Linked DNA regions of Mus musculus: regions 1, 3, 4, 5, 6 and 7 are each linked to region 2. The links are chromatin contacts, called in public HiCAR-type, HiChIP or PLAC-seq and promoter capture Hi-C maps. All regions are on one chromosome and are shown on one strand. The core of a region is the stretch at or near the end of the contact, and the rest is flanking DNA. Distances in the headings are between cores, read along the strand shown.

What was found. Promoter capture Hi-C pulls out the DNA fragments that hold promoters and counts their contacts. HiCAR-type assays count read pairs that join an accessible place to other places. HiChIP or PLAC-seq counts read pairs in DNA pulled down with a chosen protein or histone mark.
Region 1: a contact with region 2 is called in an HNF4G HiChIP or PLAC-seq map of pancreatic cancer cells. The contact joins the enhancer-like site here to the promoter of Plxna4 in region 2. A contact is called at or near these places in 14 of 39 promoter capture datasets (the 3T3-L1 cell line, 3T3-L1-derived adipocytes, the C10 cell line and 10 more), 1 of 15 datasets of contacts at CTCF or cohesin (embryonic stem cells), 1 of 484 Hi-C or Micro-C datasets (the N1E-115 cell line), 9 of 115 datasets of contacts at active chromatin or transcription factors (astrocytes, embryonic forebrain, embryonic hindbrain and 6 more) and 1 of 9 other capture datasets (embryonic stem cells).
Region 3: a contact with region 2 is called in an H3K4me3 HiChIP or PLAC-seq map of embryonic forebrain, with 5 times the contacts expected there. The contact joins the promoter of Akr1b8 here to the promoter of Plxna4 in region 2. A contact is called at or near these places in 3 of 39 promoter capture datasets (the 3T3-L1 cell line, the C10 cell line and hippocampal neurons), 1 of 484 Hi-C or Micro-C datasets (the N1E-115 cell line), 1 of 115 datasets of contacts at active chromatin or transcription factors (embryonic forebrain) and 1 of 9 other capture datasets (adipose tissue).
Region 4: a promoter capture Hi-C map of hippocampal neurons shows a contact between it and region 2, with 11 times the contacts expected there. The contact joins the promoter of Lrguk here to the promoter of Plxna4 in region 2. A contact is called at or near these places in 12 of 39 promoter capture datasets (the 3T3-L1 cell line, 3T3-L1-derived adipocytes, the HPC-7 cell line and 7 more), 8 of 484 Hi-C or Micro-C datasets (B cells, the N1E-115 cell line, cerebellum and 3 more), 9 of 115 datasets of contacts at active chromatin or transcription factors (SST interneurons, astrocytes, embryonic forebrain and 6 more) and 2 of 9 other capture datasets (adipose tissue and embryonic stem cells).
Region 5: a HiCAR-type map of embryonic stem cells shows a contact between it and region 2, with 7 times the contacts expected there. The contact joins the enhancer-like site here to the promoter of Plxna4 in region 2. A contact is called at or near these places in 9 of 39 promoter capture datasets (the 3T3-L1 cell line, 3T3-L1-derived adipocytes, the C10 cell line and 6 more), 4 of 484 Hi-C or Micro-C datasets (the N1E-115 cell line, cerebral cortex and cortical neurons), 4 of 115 datasets of contacts at active chromatin or transcription factors (embryonic forebrain, embryonic stem cells, forebrain and 1 more) and 1 of 9 other capture datasets (embryonic stem cells).
Region 6: a contact with region 2 is called in a promoter capture Hi-C map of hippocampal neurons, with 11 times the contacts expected there. The contact joins the enhancer-like site here to the promoter of Plxna4 in region 2. A contact is called at or near these places in 15 of 39 promoter capture datasets (the 3T3-L1 cell line, 3T3-L1-derived adipocytes, the HPC-7 cell line and 10 more), 1 of 15 datasets of contacts at CTCF or cohesin (stem cell-derived epiblast-like cells), 8 of 484 Hi-C or Micro-C datasets (the N1E-115 cell line, adipose-derived mesenchymal stem cells, cardiomyocytes and 5 more), 6 of 115 datasets of contacts at active chromatin or transcription factors (astrocytes, embryonic forebrain, embryonic hindbrain and 3 more) and 2 of 9 other capture datasets (embryonic stem cells and liver).
Region 7: a contact with region 2 is called in a promoter capture Hi-C map of embryonic stem cells, with 5 times the contacts expected there. The contact joins the promoter of Akr1b3 here to the promoter of Plxna4 in region 2. A contact is called at or near these places in 1 of 39 promoter capture datasets (embryonic stem cells) and 1 of 115 datasets of contacts at active chromatin or transcription factors (embryonic forebrain).

The regions. Positions count from the first base shown.
Region 1 is chr6:34,233,160-34,236,112 of GRCm38.p6, reverse strand. No RefSeq gene overlaps it. Among named protein-coding and RNA genes, the nearest start is that of Gm32533, 37 kb to the right of the region's middle. Within about 2 kb of position 1,487, at least 42 of the 459 cell types and tissues checked have an H3K27ac peak or open chromatin away from gene starts, as enhancers often do. A contact at or near this core is called in the HPC-7 cell line, astrocytes and pancreatic cancer cells, where this site is marked.
Region 2 is chr6:32,586,632-32,589,538 of GRCm38.p6, reverse strand. Plxna4 (plexin A4) reads left to right here and starts at 1,347. Exons shown (of 32, transcript NM_175750.3): 1 at 1,347-2,235.
Region 3 is chr6:34,352,447-34,355,562 of GRCm38.p6, reverse strand. Akr1b8 (aldo-keto reductase family 1, member B8) reads right to left here and starts at 1,417. Exons shown (of 10, transcript NM_008012.2): 1 at 1,267-1,417. The coding sequence starts at 1,332.
Region 4 is chr6:34,028,013-34,030,911 of GRCm38.p6, reverse strand. Lrguk (leucine-rich repeats and guanylate kinase domain containing) reads right to left here and starts at 1,464. Exons shown (of 20, transcript NM_028886.1): 1 at 1,159-1,464. The coding sequence starts at 1,455. It overlaps Gm38786 (a long non-coding RNA gene), which reads left to right and starts at 1,188. Exons shown (of 4, transcript XR_868961.1): 1 at 1,188-1,272.
Region 5 is chr6:34,190,354-34,193,113 of GRCm38.p6, reverse strand. No RefSeq gene overlaps it. Among named protein-coding and RNA genes, the nearest start is that of Gm32533, 5.4 kb to the left of the region's middle. Within about 2 kb of position 1,488, at least 11 of the 459 cell types and tissues checked have an H3K27ac peak or open chromatin away from gene starts, as enhancers often do. A contact at or near this core is called in embryonic stem cells, where this site is marked.
Region 6 is chr6:34,269,694-34,272,638 of GRCm38.p6, reverse strand. No RefSeq gene overlaps it. Among named protein-coding and RNA genes, the nearest start is that of Akr1b3, 46 kb to the left of the region's middle. Within about 2 kb of position 1,673, at least 20 of the 459 cell types and tissues checked have an H3K27ac peak or open chromatin away from gene starts, as enhancers often do. A contact at or near this core is called in astrocytes, cerebral cortex, forebrain and 1 more, where this site is marked.
Region 7 is chr6:34,316,237-34,319,013 of GRCm38.p6, reverse strand. It overlaps Akr1b3 (aldo-keto reductase family 1, member B3 (aldose reductase)), which reads left to right and starts at 1,525. Exons shown (of 10, transcript NM_009658.3): 1 at 1,525-1,674. The coding sequence starts at 1,609.

The DNA.
Region 1 (2,953 bases), core at 238-2,737, 1.6 Mb before region 2:
TCGGCTCTCTCCTTCGGCCTTTACTTGGGCTCAAGGGTGGAGCTCAAGTTGTCAGGTTTGCAGAGCAAGCCAACTTGTTGGTCCCCAAGAGAAAAATGTTTGAATATGAAACATCACGGTAGGCAGCGGGCACATATGTGGAGGAGAAAAGATAAGCAGGAAAGGGTTATTCACTTTGCCTTGTGCACAAATGTCAGATAAAGGTTTCAGTCATACTTGGTCAGTGATAAGGGAGAACTGTCTTGGAAGTATAACATCTAGCAAAGGCCTTGGGAAGAATAGTCCTTACCTGGGTGACAAAGTTAGAATCAAAACAGAAAGATATGCTGGTGGGAGGGGCGTGGAGGGACAAGAGGAGGTAATGGGGATGGAAAGAGGAGAAGAACAGCTGGAGGGTTTATGTAACCTGTGTGTGTGTGTGTGTGTGTGTGTGTGTGTGTGTGTGTGTGTGTGTGGTGTGTGTGTGTCGGGTATATATATATATACTGAAATTGTCCCCAAAAAATGAATTAATGAAAAATATAAAATCATGACAGTACATAATAATAATACTTCTCAAAAAAGAAATATACTCAGGTAACTTTATCTGGCTTCTCTTAAAACATTTACCTGAAAAATAAGCAACAGTCTTGACACTTAAAGAAAAAGAAACAGTTTCTGCTGTGCGCTCCAGCCCCAGTGCAGCTTTGTGTAATAAATTCCGCTCCTCGGCCTACTCCGGGGAGAAGCAGGCACTCAGCAGGACTGTCACAGGACACAAGGAGGGGCGGGGCGTCAGCTTTCGTGTCCATTCTTTCCTTGGCTGCCAACCTTGGCTGAACTTTGTTGTTTGGAAACCAAGTCTACTGTGACCATTTTCTGTGACGCCACTAGTAAAACTCACTTTAAGTCTCCACAAGTGTGTGCTATCCGTTAGCTGTAAAATGTCCCCCACAGACTCCCCTGTACTTGAACACGTGGTTGCTGGTGCTGCTTTGGGAAGCCTGGAGTCTTTGGGGTAGGAAGCCTGGCTGGCAAGAGCAGGCTATTACAGAAGGGCTTGAGAGTTGTAACCTGCCCTGCTTCTGGCTCCAGCTTTCTGCTTTCTGGTCAGATAACACAATGTATCTAAGAGGCATCCTGTATTGTTATGGGCTCCACCATTAGGTGTCTATATAGTGGCCAGATAACACAATGTATCCAAGCTCCATATTCCATGTTGTGGAAGCTTGGATACGCCATGCCTTGCCTGTAGTGACAGATCCTTTCCAACTATGAGCCCCAAATAAGTCCCTCCTCTTCTAAGTGGCTCTATCTGGCACTCTGTTACAGCGACAAGAAAGGTAACTAACAGCACAGCTGTTGTTTGGAATTAGCCCACAAAGAACTGACAATCACTGGCCTTTCATTTGGAAGAAAAGGGGAATACATGAAAGTCCAGCCATGCCAAGCATGGACTCTGGGCCTCTCTCCCACCCTCCTCCCCACTCTGGCTTCCTGTGCTCCACATGAGTCACAATCACCTGACACTGCCTAGTCAGAGGCTGGGTAATAGTTACAAAGTGTCTCGGTCCTTTCTCCTGCTTATTTTTCATACAGGGTCAGGCTTCTGCCTTCTGTGTTCACTTGTATATTTCGAGAGGGAAAAGGAAAGCGGGGAGGTGGAAATGAGAAGGAAGAAAGGAGCAGGAAGCATCCTCTGGAAATAGCAGGCTTGGAAGCAGATGATTGAATGAAACCAAAGAGAGACTATCCATGTGCCACCTTGAAGGAGCCCGATGTCCAATCTCAGGCTTATCATTCCCACCGTGCTTATGGCTGCTGGCAGCGGCTGCATGATAATCTGCAAGTCATATAATGTGGATTTATTTTCTCAATTGAATTTTTTATACATTATTGAAATAAATTTGGACTTGGCCTTTATTAAACAACAGGGAACCGTTACAGGTTCTTCACGGAGGAAATTTGAATATAGCAGCTTATATTTGCTGTCAATCAGAATCATGGCAGGGCACATGAGGCACATGGGGCACATTCTAAAGTGGCGTCCATAGAGAAATCCCATGTGGATGGGCGTGGCCTTAGCAGAGGAACGTACTGTGGCAGAAACCAGAGCCACCAGGATAATAACCCTGCTTGCTCTTTATGCTTGTCTTAGTCAGGGTTTTATGGCTGCATGACCAAAGAGTAAATTGGGGAGAAAGGGGATTAGTTGGCCTACATTTCCAGGTCACAATCCATCATTGGAGGAAGGCAGGACAGGAACTCAAGCAGCGCTGGAACCTGGAGGCAGGAGCTGATGCAGAAGCCACGGAGGGATGCTGCTTACTGGCTTGCTTTCCCTGACAGACGTTCATTCTGTTCACCATTTCTCTCTCCTTCCTTACCTGTATGCCTTAGATGAAGGAAGCACCTCCACTCTGCCCAGGCTCTTGACTGACCAGTGCTGACGATGGTATTTAATACCACACAACACAGCAACTGTTTAGGCATTGGTTTTGTGTGATGGCGTGGGTGAGTGGTAGTCCCATAATGGAGACTATTTTCCTAAGGATCAATAGAGAAACCTTTTTTTTTTTTTTCATGTTGATGCCTGACAGCACTTAGTGAGTTCTACCACTCAGCAGATGATCAATATAAACTTCCTACATTTAAAGAAATAACAGAGCAAAGTGTTTGTCAGACCTTAGAAGATGTGTGCATGTGTACACAGGAGCACATGCGCAGTGTCAGCTAGGACCCAACCCAGGCAGCAGAACCGCATTCGCTGAGAAATGAATGCTAGCACCTCAGGTACCCCTGAAAGTCACTGGGTGGGCAGAAATAAGGGGCCACCTTTAGACGATTGATTCGGAGACAAATCACCCTAGTCATGATGGATAGGAAGGAAAGACATGATTACTAAATCACACATTGTCTACCACCTCTGACATGAAGACCCATCATGGAGACAGGGAGTTGAAGGATAACATGC
Region 2 (2,907 bases), core at 98-2,597:
CTTACACTTGATTCATTGTGTCCTTCTGGTGGGAGCACTTTCAACAAGGTCCTGGGTGGTAAGTCCAACCCGACCCAAGTGTGCTACCTGCCCGGAAGCTTGTCCAACTTGTCACCTCGAAAGTCTACCGAGGGTATAACTTTGATGTTTGTGAAAACATTACCCCTATAAGAAGGGGAAGGAATTTATACCACTGTCAACCTTTTCCTAGTAAGCAGATTCTGAGAGGTTTTGGTGGGAGGGACAGTTATGCGCAGGAAGTGACTGAGGTTGAAGAAAGTGTCATGGGAGAGTGGGTCAGGAACCCCAAACCATAAGCTCCTGGAGAGGTCTTTCTTTGATGAATGGCTAGTCTTACTGAACTTGGCTGACAGAGCCATTTCCTTGAACTTAGCATGCAGAGTTGGGTAGACAAATAGGTGGGCATCCTTTTGAAAATTGTTTTATTTTTATTTATTTATTTTGGTCGTTGGGCTCATTAACTGGAGGGGGTCTTTGTAGAGATATTCTAGATAGTGCAGCCTCACCTATTTCCCTGCCTGCCAGATGCTCTCTCAATTTAAGCAACCTCTGGATTTCTTCCTTTGGGCTTCTGAAACTATTCTGATGTTGGCAATGTCTGGGTTATGTTTAGGACATGGCCCAGGACCTAGGGCTTCAGAGACAGTGAAGCAAGGTCAGCCTCTGGACAGATCAGGTTACCTAACAAGCTCTGTGGCATTGGCCATTCATTTCTGTCCTAGGACTAGAAGAAACCTTGGGTTTGGGCATCCTCTAGTGCTCTGTGTAGGATTACCTTGGTTGGTGGGGCTGGACAGGGATTCTAGGTTAGGAATGGATGTATGTTTGGCTGGTGTCTGTTAGGAACACCCAGAAGTGCCTCTGACCGCCTGCACCACATGCCTGCTTGGGAGTATGCCCCGATCCAAGTGCACTTGGTGGCACCATATATGCACCACTCTGCCCTGTGTCTCCACCGCCAGGGTGACTCGAGGAAGCCAAGAAGACCCAGGGGGTGTCTGCAAACGTCCACACTGGGGAAGAGCAGGCGGGCCAGTGGCGGCAGCGTGCGGGGAAGCGCCCCCTGCCCCCTCTGCCGGCCGCTCTACCTTGGTCTAGATGTCAGTCGCGAGCTCCGAGCCAGCTAGCGAGCCAGAGAGGGAGCGGCGGCGGCGGCGGCAGCGGCGGCGGCGGCGGCGGGCCGCGGGCGGCGGGGAGGGGAGGAGGCGAGGAGAGGGAGGGAGGAAGGGAAGCAGGGAGGGCGGGAGGGAGGAGAGGAGGACCCAGAGAGCGCCAGGCAGCTGGAGTTTTTGCAGCGCTTGGCCGGGCTTCAATGCACAGCAGCAGCGAGCCGCGGCGGCAGCAGGCAGCCCGGGAGCTCCGGCGGCGGCCGAGCCAGCGGCGGCCCCGCTCCCTGCCCCCTGCAAACTTTGCGAGCAGCCCGCCCGGGGGGCCGGGGACGCGCCTGGGAGGCTCGGCTTGGACTACGGCCGCGCTCTTGGCCGCCGCAGCGCTAGCCGCCGCCGTCGCTGCTACCACCGCAGCTCCGCGCCTCCCCGGGGAGCTGCCGGCGGCTTCCGAGGCCCCCCAGCCCCGGCCCCTGGGCACTGCCCGGCTAGTCCCCGGCCAGGGTTGGGGGCGACAGCGGCGCAGCCAGCCCCGGGCTGCCAGGGGGTGGCCGTCACTGCCCAGGGAGGCGCGCAGAGGATCGGAGAGCGCTCCCCGGCGGGTCCCCAACGTACTCGCCGCCGCGCCCGGGCAGCGGCCCGACCCGGCTAGCATGGGCGGCGCGGAGTGACGCCGCCGTGCCCGCTTGGCATCAAGGACATTCAGCCCGCGGGGGTGGGGACGAAGGGGGGCAGCCCCGCGTCGCCGCCGCAGCCCCTGAGAGCCACCGCTGTCGCTGCTTGGGCTCCGGGGCTGGATGGAAGCTAGGGGTGCTTGGAATTGATCTTCATTTCCTGACCTTTTTGTTGGACATTACGCCCACCTTGGACGCTGCAAGAGGAGCTGTCAAGCCCGGCAGGCTCTGATTTGGCCCCCTCCGTTTTTCTCTGCTGCTCGTGGCTTCCCCGTGCCTCGGTGGAGTATTTGCGTTCGGGGCTGGGGCTGGAGGAGGCAGCCACACGCGCGCACACGCACACGTTCAGAGGAGGGCGAGAGGCAGCGGTACAGGCACCATCTGCAGTGTCAATGCGGCGCTGGGGCTGAAGGAGGGAAACGCCGCGCTTCCAGGTAAGGAGCCGCCGGCCGGGCACAGGGCCAGCTGGGCAGAGCGGGCGGAGGTGGCGAGTCCGGTCCCGGAGTCCTCGCCTGCTCTGAGGCAGCCCACTACACACACACACGCACACACACACACACACACACACACACACACACACACACGCAAAACACAAATCGCGTGCGCGCACACACACATACTCACACACAGGCACACACTGCGCTCACGCACCTGCCCACGTCCCACCTGGACACCCGCGTAGGTGCATCGCAGCCGGAGCAGGGATTTCCCGTGTTCTTCTCCTCTCCGGACCTAGACTTCTCTTCCCCAGGACTTTCAGGGTGGGATTCAGTAAATGACTGACTCTCCTATCCAGCCTGGTAGGATGAGGGAACGATTTTGCTGTTTCTAGCTCCTTTCATTTCCTAACTGGTTTTTATAAGACAGGAGAAGTCATGGGAGGTCTTATGAGACCCGCCCAGTGCAATTGTGCCCCTTAGCTTTTTGGACACCCGGAGATTTTTTGCTTTTAAATAGGAGAAAGGCAGAGAGATATTTAAAGGGCAGAGAACTGGAGATCTTGGTGATCCGGTGCCTGGGAGGAGGCCACATAGGCAACTGGGGCTGCAGTTCTGTAGGGCGGCGCATATGGAACAGACTCTGCGATTCCCCAGTAAAGGCAGCAC
Region 3 (3,116 bases), core at 168-2,667, 1.8 Mb before region 2:
GTTCAGAAGTACCTGGGCCTTCCAATAGAATCTTGCCTGCCAGCATTCCTTCAGATAAGAGCAGACTCTCCCTCTATGATACCACCTCCTTATCTTGACAACAACTCCCTTGTCAAGCGCTCGGTCTAATCTTTGGATTTCTGTGGGTTACTTCTGGTCAGAGTGCTTGACAGCTTGGTAGAAAGTGAAATGTCTAATTTGGAGCAAATTCGAGGTTTTAAACCCAGTGCTGAATCAAAGAGAGGCCCCACCTCTGTCCCATGATCAGAAGAAAAAGACAGTGCAAAGATCGAGAGACAGAGGCTAAGCGAGAGACAGAGGCTAAGCCACCAGGACAAGAGACTCGGACTCCAAAAACAACTCCTCCTGGAGGTGGCTCACACCTGTGATAACCTCTAGAAGCTGAGGCCGGAGGATTGCAAGTTCAAGGCCAACCCAAGCTATAGAATAAGTTCTAGGGCAGCCTAAACTGAAGTGTAACTCCCAGTCGCCAGAAATCAAATAGAGACAGCTCCTGGAAACTAGCTGACCACTGTCCTGTTATCACGAAAGGAAATAAACCCAAGGACAAAGTTAGGAGATGGAACAATGTCAGACTTGTCTCAACAGAAGTGGGAAGGGCCTTGGAGCATTCTTCCAGGAGAGCACACTGCCAGGCAGGATCTGAGCTCAGGCTCTGTCATCTTCCTGCTTAGTTTGATGTGCTCAGAAAATGGTGTAGTGTCTTGGTAAGGTGCAGGTGCCAGTAGCCTGTGCTAGGGTCTGAGACTCCACCTTTCCCCCAGGCTTCCAGGCCACAAGCTGCAGAGTCTTTCCCCCACCAAACAGAGCTAGGTCATTTGGAGCTTTTGGTGTCCTGCCACTGAATAACTCAGCCCTGGCTGTCCTGGAACTCACTCTGTAGACCAGGCTGGCCTCTGGCCTCAAATTCAGAAATTCGCCAGCCTCTACCTCCCAACTTCTGGGATTAAAGGCATGCACCACCACTGCCCTGCTTCAAACCAGCCAAAACTTATAAAACTTTAAGTGTCTCATGAGTTCAGAAGAAAGCTTGTTAAGAGGGTAACTGGCAAGTTCGGGAAAACTTGAAACCTGACACTTCACAGGGATATCTCTGCTGGAAAAAGTCTGTCAGAGCTTTGAGGTCTGAAACAGCACAAAAGGCAAAACCAACTTGTGTTCTGTCTCTAGGGTTCCAAACTCCCAGTAGATGTCATAAAAAGAAGAGGAAATGCCAAGACCAGGTGCCCAAGACTGCGCACTCACCTTCCAGGTGCCCAGGCCCACAATGGGCATCTTGGCTTTGGTACTGAGTTCCACGAACGTGGCCATGGTTGCTGCCAAAATCTTGCTGAGAGCAGATGTCTGTGTCCTTGTTAATGAGACAGATGGAGGCTTTAACGTCCTGGATGAAGAGGCCGGCTCTTACTGCAAGCGCCACGCCCAGACCCCTCCCGCCCCCGCCCCCCCTCCCGCAATGAACCGGAAGTTCATCCCAGTCTTTTGTAAGCTTTTAAGAGTGTGAGTAAAGATTAGTCATAAACCAGAGGGAAATCTCCCTGATGCAGAATATAAATTACTTTGTAGAGCTACTTAGAGGTGTATGAGCCTTAGGCGCATGGGGTGAAAGATCCTTCGAGCTATATTGCTAGCTATGTTTGGGTTTCCACAGTGTGTGGAGAATATGTATGGGTTTCCACAGTGTGTGGAGAACGGTGGAGCCTGTAGGTATTCCATGAGGTTGAGGCAAGTAAAAGTTTTCAGAGGCAAAATGGGAGGCTGCATAAATTATTTTGAGCTAACTGTTGCTGATCACAAAAGATCAATGACAGGGGCGCTTGCAGAGGAGGGGGGAGGGGAGAGAGGGGAGGGAACGGGAGAGGAGAGAGTGTTTTCTGACCCTCTTTTTGTTTGTTTGTTTGTTTAAGTTTTACTCATCTAATTGATGGAAGATTGTGAAAAGCAAATTTCCCCTGTTAACCACTAAGACCTTTCTTTGATAATATTCTTTCTCTCTCCCTCTCCCTCTCTCTCTCTCTATCCCCCCTCTCTCTGAATTTGAAATTTGACAAGTTGTCTAACTGTATAATTATAGTGAGCTTTTACATTTTTTTTGCTTACATTTAAAAACCAGACTTTTGTGATTATATTCTGTTTCACTAAGGACAGCATGAAAAAGAAAGATGCGAGCATAAACATCCTTTTCTGTCACTCGGATGCCATTGCCCGGTGCAGTTTCCTGGGCTCTTCTCAGCCTGTGTCAGCTTCTATGCACCGCACCACATTTTCCAAAGCTGACACCACAAGGCTAGCTTTTCTACACGTTTATAGTGAGTCATTTCAAAATTGCCTTTATGTTAAACATTTTAACGTTGCATTCTATTTTATGGTAATTTATTCTACCATTTCCACTATTCTTAGGTCTCTTGCTGATTTCCAGCTGGTTTCTATTGTGTATAAATAATATTTCAAGAAATATCATTGCAGTGAAGCATTGGGCCTCATTCCCTGGGGATAGATCTTTAGAAGTAGGAATATAGACTCAAATGAAGTTTATTTCAGTTTATCACACAAGGTATAGGTCAAAATTGATTTTTTTTCAAAATGGCAATTTTCAGTCATTTATAGAATAATACATTCTCACCTCCATGTTTATAGTTTTTCAAGAATCATATGTAAATGTTCTTGACTTTTACTTTATTGATATTATAAAACTAATGCATGTCCTCTAGAAAGAAAAACCAGAAAAATCAGAGTAAACAAAAGATTTTACGGGAGTTATAAGAGAATAAAAATTATCATTTTCCAATATTGAAATACTTATCAGCAATAACCTTGGGGTGTAACTGGAATACCTCACTGATTCAAGAAGTCCCAGATCATAGGAGCTCTGGTCTCCAAGGTGAGCCTAGGGCAGAAATAGCAAGCTCAGGATGGAAGCCCTGACCCACAGATGCCCAGGGACAGTGGCAGGTAGCCAGGTGTATGCCTAAGCCACCTTCAGTGTGTCTCCAGAACAGCACAGAGAGAGGAACTGAAATGTCTGGGGAAACTGACTGAAGGGGTTCACAGGCTGATTAGAAATATTTACAGTCAGCACTGTTAAAGTTGCAGTG
Region 4 (2,899 bases), core at 215-2,714, 1.4 Mb before region 2:
CTGCCTCTCAGTGCCGGGTGAGAATGGCAAGAACGCCATTGCCAGCACACTGCTATAGCCAACTTCAAGCAACGTTAGAATGCAACCAGCCCAGGAAGAAAGATGTAGACTAGGAAAAACAAAAAGAGGGATGAGGGGGGAAATAGGCCAAATATTCCAAGTGCAGGAAAGGGCATTAGAGACAAGAGCCCAGGGAAAGGAGGGCAGAAGTGGAGTAACGGGAGGTCAGAGGCAGGAAGGACAAGAAAGAAGGCAAACCAGGAGCCATGTTTGACAGGGGGAGAAAGGTGGCTTGTGAAGAAGCTGAGGGAAAAGAAGGGGGAGCAGCGAAAAAAGGCAAGAAGTGAAATCAAGAAAGATGTTGGTTCTGAGTAGCTATGACAGAGAGAAAAGCCTAACTGGGTATGAGAGGGAAACAGATCAACCTACGATTTTGAAAAAGCACAATAAATAGAAGCCAATACTAGGAGTAAGGGAATGCAAGGTGGAAGGAAGCGAAGGGATGAGGAAGGACAGTCGGTGTGTGGGAATACAGTCAAGTGGGGAAGGGAAGTGGAATCAGGAGATTAGGAAAATAGTTAAGAGCGTTGGGAACGCTCCCCATAAGCCAAACTCTGCCAACTAGGGGTGAGCTGGCTCTCTCTGATCATGCTGTGGCTCCCTTCTAACCAGAAAGAGTGGGAGTGCTTAAATAGGCACACAAATACCCCGAGCAGAAGTAACATATAAAACGTATACATTATTTCGTCTTCAGCAGAGCATTGGGATTTTTTTTTAAACCACCCTGGAGGAAGGAAGAAGATGAATGGCCCGCATAATTTTGTCAATGCGTAATTTTGAAAGCATTAAACCCATACTGGTACACTGATTTTTTTCCCCCCGTTATAACAGTGTGTAATCTGACAGATAAGAAACTAGGAAAAGAAAGTAAATATTTGGAGGGTTTCACCCCCTTTCTCCAAGACAGGAGGTGAAGCACACGAGAAATGGGGGAATAAAAATAAGCAGCAAAGAAAAGCCCTTGCCCTCTGGCTAGAGTGGAGTGGGCTGAGCCCAGGGCTAGAGAAGGCAGAAGCAAGCTGCCGCTGAGGCAGCCAGGTTGAGCGGCTGGAGGATGCCTGAGACTGGGGTGCGGGTTGGGGAGGGGGGGAGGCACACCTCCAAATTCTGCATTTCGGACTCCTCTGACTCTTCAGATTCTCCGTCCTCCTGTTGCTTCTCTTCTTGCTCCGCTTCTGCCTCATGAGAGCGGTGGATGAGCTGGTGGAGGAGGTAAGAGGAGGCGCTTCTGAAAGTCCCTTTTGACTTCAGACCCAGGGGGAAAGAAGGCCAACGGCCCTGACTTTGTTTTTCTGTGAGCGACAGTATCGCCTGGGCTGCAATGCGAGAGGCGCCCAAACCCCGCCTGAAACGGGTGCCTTTCCATCTCGAGGGATTTCGCTCGAAGGCCGCCATCTTGTTTATACGCGTTGCCTAGGAGACTGACGTCATGGCCCGCGGCGCTGCAAGGAACTCTGGGGGGCTGTAGTCCAAGCTTCCGTACTTGCACATTCTGTCAAGGTCTCCATTGGCGTTCACTTTTGCAGCGTTCTGCTGCTTCTTTTATTTTCCTCTTTACGTTCAGTGGCTAGTGTTGTTCCTTTTTGCATGTACTTTTAATCCCTTTTCTCCACCCACTTTCTTTGTCTTCTTGCTGCCTGTCCTTCTTTGAGCTTGTTCACCTCACATTTGATAACATTCACACAAGCATCTCCAGTCTGGCTTCATTCACACCATCGAACTTTGGAAGCATTTGACATCCCTAATTCTGTCGGTCGGAAAGCTAGTAAAGATGAAATTTAACACTATGCACAGCGCCGTGGGAGGAGATGAGGCCGTGACATAGAAGATTGAAAAGACCTGACTCCTCTCCTTTTCCTTTCATTGTAGATAATGAAGAGAAACTACCAAAGGATTTTAAGAGCTCATTTGTAGTTAATTTACATACCTGTCCAACTCTGAGTCTGGTCCTTGGGAAGAAAAAAGCTAGCAGTGGGACCAGAGGGGCAGATTGGGGAAGGGAAGGAAGGGAAAGGGAGGAGAGAAAAGGAAAATAAATCAAACTAATTGTAGTGTATCTGAACCCCTGTGAAGAGGTTAGTATTCCATCAATAATTAGTCAAGTGACCTGCATCTGTAATTATTTTCATCCTGCTGAATAGTTTTATCAAATGTTCTTCTTGAAGGATTAGAAAAGGCATGGCATTCTGCTAGTGTGATTTTATGAAACCCAAATCCTATAGCCTTAAGCTCCACAAAATAGACATGCTATAGAAAAACAGAACGAGAACTGTAGCAACTATTATTGCCATAGCAATGACAACAGAGATCCTGACAGGGAAGTTGTCTTCATCCTCTGGCCTTACTGGGCCATTTCTCCATGCTTCAGTGACAGCCATTACAAATACAAAATGATCCTATCAATGGCTGTCAGGGGAAAAGGAGAAAAAATTCTTATGGACACCATCCATTGACTATTATCTTTCTTAGTGCTTGAGGGACCATTAAAACTGACATAAAGCTTTCAGAATTACCTTCCTTCATTATCTTGCGGCTCGTAACTGGAAAGGGCGCAATGAAAGTATCTCTCTGCTAGGTTTGCCTTGCCTGTTATTTCTTTTCCTAGTGGGTACCGATTTTGACAAGGGATTTCTCTCCAACCTCATTGCCTTAGGGTCTGGATCCACCTAACTAAGAAGACTAGAGTGTTCGCTCTGCTCTTGCAGAAATTATAAAAACGCAAACCCTATGTGTGTCTTCAATAACTTAATCAGCATTTGTAGCAGAGGGAACTTTGCTAACGGCAATCTACTGAGAAAAATGTTTGATGGTAGAGTTAGGATCTGTCAAAGAATAATTT
Region 5 (2,760 bases), core at 239-2,738, 1.6 Mb before region 2:
AACCCATGGAAAAAAACAGACAAGGTAGCACACATTCCCAGCATCCTCCTACTGAGGGATGAGAGACAGAGTAAGACTCCACCAAAACTCAGGCCAGCTAGCCAGGCCTGCAGAGCGGGAACAAGAGACTGTGTTTCAAGCAAGGTGGAATCCAGGCACCTGGAGCTGGCCACTGACCTCCACAAGTATGCCGCGGTACATGTGTGCACTCACACACACCATATGCCCACACATGTATACACACAGACACACACACATACGGGGGTGAGGGGAAGAGGGAGAGGGAGAAGGGCAGGGAGAGAGGAGAGAGAATTAATGCTATTAACACTTGTGAGGAACACAAACATAGGTGAGGTGATTAACTTCGCTTAGCTTTACCGCTAACAAATGGCTTGCTGTCTCCCTGCTGTAATAAAACACGGGACTCTATCTCTAGGTGGAGGAGTGACCTTTTCTCCAGTTAATCTAACAAGGCAGAAACGCCCCCTAGGTGGGAGGGTTCCTCTGAGGATAACATAGATTTTCTTCCCAGAATTTTTGCCACACTAGGGGCAACCCTGTGAGCCCCTGTGAGGTTCCTGTGGGTCTGCACCCCACTCCCATCCCCACTTCCCCCACCCCACCCATCTCGTCTGTCTTTTTCTTTCGGATGCTGGTCAGAGCCCACTGTGGTCTCCTCAATACTCTGTATTGCGTCCCGCTCGACCGGCAAGAAAGACGCAACAAACCAGAATCTTCCGCGGCAAAAGCTTTATTGCTTGCTTCTCAGGAAGATTCCGAACCGGGAAAATGGCGCTGCTTTTATAACCCGCAGCGTGACGTTTCAGCACCTGATATGGCGTGACAGCTCCCGATTCGTTGCTTGCCCATCACCCCACTATTACACCCCGAGAATGGGAGTGACTAGGAGTGAATTCACTCTTGCACCTGCGTACAAAGCTTGTTTACTAGTTAGGCACAGCGGAGGCCCACGCCATCTTATAATGGCGATTGCTCGCGGCACACACAGCTCTCCTCAGAGATTACTGGCGGCACACATGCGATTGCTCGCAGCACGTACCGGCTTTCCACAACTCTGGGCTTCCTTACTCTTTCTCTAAAGCTCCCCTCCAACCATGTGACTGACCTCTGTTCCCCTCTTTTCAAACAATATGGTTGTTGTTGTTTTCCTTCTCTTTTCCATACTATGCCTCCGTTCCCCTCCCTCCCCCCACCTCTAGGCAACTGTGAGATTGACAGTTTACCTGCTCTAGGCTTTTCCTTTTAGACTCTAATAAATTGGGCTCAATCTTCCATTAGAGTCTATTCTTAAACTCTGTTACTAATGAGACTAAGAATCTCAAAAAGGGACCCTCACTTTCCTGGTATCATTTGGAGGCTGAGTTGGGATTCTCCAAATTTTCTGGTGACACACCCATTTAGTTTGCTTAAGAATACAGTGCTATTCAACATATTGGCATTCATTATGGCAAGACACTGGGGAGCCTAAACATCCAAGAGAATAGACCTTGGATGTGGCTGAATAGAAGATGCCACGTCCACGAACCGAACACTTTCAGATGTTAAGAAGAGAAACGCGGGACCTGGTGTGGTGGCTCACATCCGTTATCCCAGCACACAGCAGACAGAGGTCGGTAGGAGGCTTGCCAGAAGATTTGCTGCAATTCAAGCCTAGTCTGGTTCACACAGCAAGTTCCAGCTAAGGCTACACGGTAAGATGATGTCTAGAAAGCCAAAGGAGCTGGTGGCACCATCACCAGGCTAATATGGAACCATCACCAGGCTAATATGGAACAGTTTCCAAGACAGATTAAGGAAAAATATTTGTGTTTAAAAAATGTATCTCTGCCTATTAGCTAATGAGAGAAATGCACAAAACTCAGGAACGGCAGAAGTATGTAAGGAAGGTAGTTAGTTGAGTTGTTGAGTTTCAAGGGAAGGGCTTACAATTTTAACCTTGTCATGGTTTGAATATGCTTGGCCCAGGGAGTGGCACTATTTGGAGATGTGTTGGAGTAGGTGTGTTTCTGGGACATGGGCTTTAAGATCCCCAATCCTAGCTGCCTGGAAGCCAGTCTTCTCCTAGCAGCCTTCAGATGAAGATGTAGAACTCAGCTCTGCCTGCACCATGCCTGCCTGGATGCTGCCATGCTTGCACCTTGATGATGATGGACTGAACCTCTGAACCTGTAAGCCAGCCCCAATTAAATGTTGTTTATAAGACTTGCCTTGGTCATGGTGTCTGCTCCCAGCAGTAAAACCCTAAGACAAACCTATTACATTTTTATGTCTTTTTGACTTTGCACTGTTGAATTATGAGCAAATTTATGATTTTTTTTTAGCAAAGAAAAAATAAGAAGATTCATCAACATAAAAGGTTAACACACTAGGGCAAGTGTCAAGTGAAGGGTGTTCTGAGACGGCCTCCTGCTCCTTTTAGTTCTGCTGCTTAGAGACTAATCAGAGTTCAGACACCATCAACCTAAAGAATTTGTTCTTTACTGTGCTTCTAAATGTAAAGTCAAAGAACAATTTGAACAGATATTTCTGTATGTGACCAATATTTGATTCATAAGTAAATGAACAGATGTTTAATCCTCCTAATCATTAAATAAATTTCAACCAAAATCTGAATGCATCTCATATGCTGTTCAACCTTCTTGTAGTTTTTTTTACTGTTATGAATCATAAGGTAAGTATCTTTTATGCAAAATATAGACTATACAATCCCCAAAGGGGTCATGTTCCACAGGTTGAGAA
Region 6 (2,945 bases), core at 424-2,923, 1.7 Mb before region 2:
CAGCTGCTAGCTGACTCATCATCCCTTCTCATCTAAGGACCATAAAACTCCCCTTCGGTAGCCTAGGCTTGTGACTTCACTCGCCTTCACCTGTGAGATTGGTGAACCCATCGGAGAGTCACTTCCTAATAAACCTGTCTTTATTTACTTTTAATCTGGTCTAATCTGGCCTATATCTGCATCATGGAGGGAGAGAAAATGTCTATCACAAATCTCTTGTCTTTTCATTTGATCAATAAGGAAAAAGAGGGACAGAAACAATAGATGACTTACCCATTGTGGTGGATTGAAAAGGTCCCATAGACATATGTGTTTGAGTGCTTGGCCCATAGGGGTGGCACTATTAGGAAGTAGGGCTTTGTTGGATTAGCTGTGGCCTTGTTGGAGGAAATGTGTCACTATAGGGGCAGGCTTTGAGGTCTCCTATGTTCAAGTACTTCCAGTGTGGCTCCCAGTCCCCTTCTGACACATGTGGATCAAGATGTAAAAGTCTTCGCTCTCCCAGAACCACGTCTGCCTGCATACTGTCATGCTTCCCACCACAATGATAAGACTAAACCTCTGAAACCATAAGCCAGCCCCAATTAAATGTTTCTTTTTTATAAGAGTTGCCTTGGTCATGGTGTCTCTTCACAACAATAAAGTCCTAACTAAGACACCCATGGTCATGGAAATGATAGTTTCAAAGCTAGGAGTTGAGATCTTAACTGCTATCCAGAGGGTCTCTTCTGGACCCCAGGATGCTTCAAGGACTGACTCTCCCACACAAGATGTGCATGCATTCATGCCGCTTAACAAATAATTCCTCAAAACAGTCAAATCTGGAAACGTACCCCATCCACCCAAAATTGTTGCATAAGGGACTGCCACAGTTATTTCAAATTATCACCTCTTCCTATCTAACCCCCACACTTTACAAATTCCAACCCCACACTTCCAAACAGGTACTTAGAGTTTAGGCATCTCTCTAGACACTCTGAAAATCTGTAAAAAGATCCTTATCTTTTTGGAGGAAATTTCACTTTAAAGTTTCAGCTAATGACTTCTCCAGCAGTGGAACAAGTGCACCTTCAAATGTCAGCTCTACACAAGAGAGAAAAGCTCTAAGACCCAGCCTGATCAGAAAATCCTATGTCAAGTGCTACTGGTGCTATGGAGTTTACGTAAGCTCCCAGAATTAGCACCTCCTCCTTCATCTGCACCCCTAAAAAGTGATGATGGGAGCCCCAGATGTGCACAAAACATTGCTTTCTTCTTGGCAGCATGAAAGGGTATGTCACATGACTTTGCTTCCCAAGGCCAGTGATAAATCACACTCCTAGAGAATCTATGTGTCAGTATTCACGGTATTGATATTTTTTGTTTATTAATCCTGTTAGTAATACTCCACCCAGGAGGGGAACGAAAACACATGACAAACAACTATGAAAAGAACTACCTCGTTCAAAGGCCTGCTGCTTCTCTTGGGAGCAGCTTATGCATCACCTGGGTGCACATAGGATGGCTGAGTTGGTGCAGAAGGGAGCACAGCAGAGGCTCCCTCCCCAAGACCCTGGGAGAGCTCAGTTGGAGGACTCTCTTCCTGCAAGGAGAGCTGCAGTCAGACATTATTCTAATCCAGTCCTACCGAATTCAGTACACACACTGAGAACACAATACACTGTTAGAAAACAGACCACAGAAAAAGCAGGCTGTTCAGTTGGCTGGCTGGCATCGAAGGAGCAGCCTGGGAACTAAATGCTGATCTGGATGCAACAGCAACACAGTGAATGTTTCAGCCCTCATTTTAGCTTACTTGCATGGAGCGCAGTAGGCTCAGGATTAACATCAGGCCCGAGTCCCATTGATACATTTCCACCTGCTCGAGGGGATCCATCGAGGATTAGGCTCTCCCAGTGCCTCTTCTGGGAAAGCCTGCTGCAACTGGGCTCCCCTGAACCCTCATCAAATGTGGCCATTTCTCCCTAGTGTTTGTTAGCCCTGTGCCTAGTTTATAGTAACCCACTGGGCGGCTAGCTGTGCACAATCTATGATTTTAGTTTACTTCGTCTTCTTTTTTTTTTTAAACCACCCCCAAACAAGCTGCACTGAAATGGACAGTTTCTGTGTGCCTCTGCTTGGCAGCAGTCTAATACCAATGTCTTAACGCTTGCATCCTAAATTCAGAGATGGGAAATTGTTAGAAAATAGCTGACCTTGAGCGCGGGAATTCTCTGCTTATCACTGTGCTTCATATACCCTTCTTGGATTTTAAGAAATTGTTTATCTCACGTGCTTGTATGAGTTTATGCAAGAGCCCATGGAGGCCAGCCAAGGAGGGCATCAGATACCCTGGAATTTGAGCCATAGACAGTTGTGAGCCACCATATGAGTGTTAGGAACTAACCCCAGATCCTCTGCAATGACAGTAAGCGCTCTTAGCTGCTGAGCCACCACCCAGACCTCCAAAACCTCCAAAGTTTTACAAAGTTGTTTTTCCTTTCAACTGTCATACGCACACAGGTTTGGGTATGTGTGTATAGGTGAAGATGCTCACGGAGGTCAGAGGTGTTGATATTCCTCCGGTACTAAAGTCACAGGAGATATGAGTTGCTGTGAACTCAGATCCTCTGCAAGACCAGCATGCACTCCTACCTGCTGGGCCACCTCTCTGGCCCCCTTCTAGGATTTTGAGACAATGGAAAGGTTAGTGGTTTAAAAAATGAGTAAGGAAAAGGCATAAGTTTCCATAGTTATAGAGACTTTTTTTACCCCTCAAATGAATAATAATTCCAATTATAACTATCCCACAGGACTATTGCGAGGCTCAAATAAGATAATGTGCATATGAAAGCTCTTTGCTGGGAGGGAAGCATGATATGGGTATAAGGTGTTATTATCCCTTTAATCTTTCTAGTCTCATAATGGAGAAAAATTTCCAAAGACAAATTGGGAGCTCATTTCCA
Region 7 (2,777 bases), core at 276-2,775, 1.7 Mb before region 2:
CTAGCTGGTGATGACTCCTCTGTGATGCCACCTGTCAGTAAAGACGCACACTTCGGTGGTGGTGGTAAGGCCTCTTTTATCTTTTGAGAAAGGATCTCGTTTAGCAACCAGGTTGACTACAACATCTCGGTCCTTTCCCCTTTATTTTCTTAATGTCAAGTAAAGAGATGTGAGCTGCCACACAGAGCAAGAGCATCACTTCACAAGACATCAATCAGCTCTTTGTGTTTGGACCCAGGAGGTTCAAAAGGCAGAGAAGTCTCTATGCCAAGAGGGATTTCACAGAGGACAAGTGGTGGGCGTCAGGTCACCTGTTATCTTACACAAACCAAATCCCCAGAACTAGACTCAAATTCAAATACTATTAATTAGAGAAAAAGTACACCAGAATTTCCACATGCCACCAGTTGTGGGGATTGGTTTTGTTAATAAAACTCAAGTGGAAAATATCTGTTCTTTATAAATTTTCCCTGGGGTGGGAGTGGAGAAGTGCCACTTTTTAAGAGGGCACCGACTGGAAAATCACCAGAATGGGATTTAGAGAGGTGGGGTTCCTGACTCATTACCTTGCAGATGCAGTTGTCCCTGTTGCGTAATCAGGGGGCAACTGGAGCATGACCCAGCAGAAGGAGACTGGAATGAAACAGACCATCACTCAGAGGGGTGTTGGACGAGTGCCAAAATTGCCGTCATAGTTCTTGGGGCAACTCAGATTATTTTAGGAAAAGTCTTTTGTTTTTCTACCTAATACAACTGATTTATTTCGTACCCCCTAACATGGAATCATTGCTGTATGAGAATGGACTTTTCCTACTATGGGATTGTTCACTTTTTTGTTCTCTGACTTTTCACTTTTCCTCCAGAGTTTAGCCAACTTATTATACTGGAACCTTCCGCTTAAGAGTCTTACTTTCCAAAATCACTTATGTGTGATCCAGAGATGAAACTTATGGGAGATCATAGCTTAACGGTTATGGATTTTTGCATCAAGTCTTGTTGAACCAGACTAAACATGTTCAGACACCGGTAGTGGTAGAAAGGTACTACAAACGGGTATTTCGTAGTTCTCTGCAAAACCGGTTGCAATCATTTTAATAGCGGGGATGGGAGTGCTTAAGTACACCTGAAATTTAACTTTTAATCTAAGGGGGGGGGGGAACGCTCTTAAATACACCTGACGCCTATCTGCTCCATCAGATTCAAAGCAAGATGTGTAAGATTCCAGAAGAGTGTCATTCTGAGATTAGAAAAGACACAGACGTCTTCTTCTGGGCTCGAAAACGAAACCAAAACTTCTCCCCAGTCTCCTTATCTCTAGTCTGCTGGTTATTTTCAGAGCTTTCCGTCTGGTGCTACAACAGCGGGCAAACACTGCCACGTGGGGCGCAAGCAGAGCAGCTGGAGAATTCCGTGCCGCTAGGACCTAGGGAAAGAAGCATCCTCGCCGACCCCTTCAGAACCGCGGCATCGACCAATCAGAAGGATCCGTCTCTCAGCCGTGCAACCAATGGCAGGCGTTCTTTCTACAGGCCGTTGGGGCTATTTAAAGGTGCGCGCCCGAGCCAGCGCTGCACATTTGCCGGTCCGGGTTTGTAACGTGCAGCGATCATGGCCAGCCATCTGGAACTCAACAACGGCACCAAGATGCCCACCCTGGGCCTGGGCACCTGGAAGGTAGGCATGCATCAGGGTGCGACCCGCCGCCCGCTGGGTGACCCTGAGCGGCCTGCGCGGAGCGGGGCTCGCGTGGCGGGGCCTGTGAGCGTATCTGGCTGCGGCCCGGCGTGTGGGGCTTCGGGCGAGCAGCGCTCGAGTCCGCGTGGGCGCCCCAGGTGGAGACACACCCACGGTGACCCGGGTGAGAGGGATTGAAGCAGAGCCCTAGATTTGTCATCTGGCACCTGTGGCGCCCCAGCCTCACGAGTGAATTGACCTCACTTGGCGCAGATGTTGCCCTCTCGGGAATGAGCCACTTGGGCCAATGGGCCTGAGATAATTAAATTAGCAGGCGAGAGCTTGCCAGGAACCAGCTTGTTTCTCTGTCCTCTAAGTCTCTGAGTGCAGTTCTTAATGGGTGCGGAACTCCTGGAGAATTAATCTGACTTCCGCGTTGCTGGGTGCCACCCACTAATAAGAAGACTTCAGGCGAGATATCCCCAAAACCTCAACACAACACAGCAGAGTTGAGAAGAGGGCCAGATACATCATAGTGAAATACAAAAAGAAAGAACCGATATTTAAAAACCAAAAATTATAACTGATTTGATTATTTGGCAACTAAGGAACCAATTTTTGGTGTTATTGCTGAAGCAGAAAAACCTAGCTCTTAAGCTACTTGCAGGGTAGTTGTATTATATATTATAGACCGATGCTGTGACCTCGATCTTTAAGAACCTTGAGTATGGTGGACCTGGGCACTTAGACACAGTGAAGGTAAGAGAAAATCAGGTAGGGTTGAATTTAAATGGTTTGAAACCAGACAGAGTCTGTTTCTACCCAAACTACAGTTAAAACAACGGGTAATGCAAATGGAGAATAAGAAACAGGTCATAGACTTGTCTTTCTCAGAACGTGTATCTAAGCCAGTAGATTAGCAAGTGCGGCTTTTGTTTCCTTACAGAGGGTCCTTGGTGACTGCAAAGGTATGATTGAATTACAACCGTGATACCAGGTTGAATTCGGTGTGGTGGAATGATAAGAAAGACGGTTTCCCTGCCATAGCAAACACAGCTACTGGACACAGCACACACAGGCACATGTAACTACAGTAGTTTTAT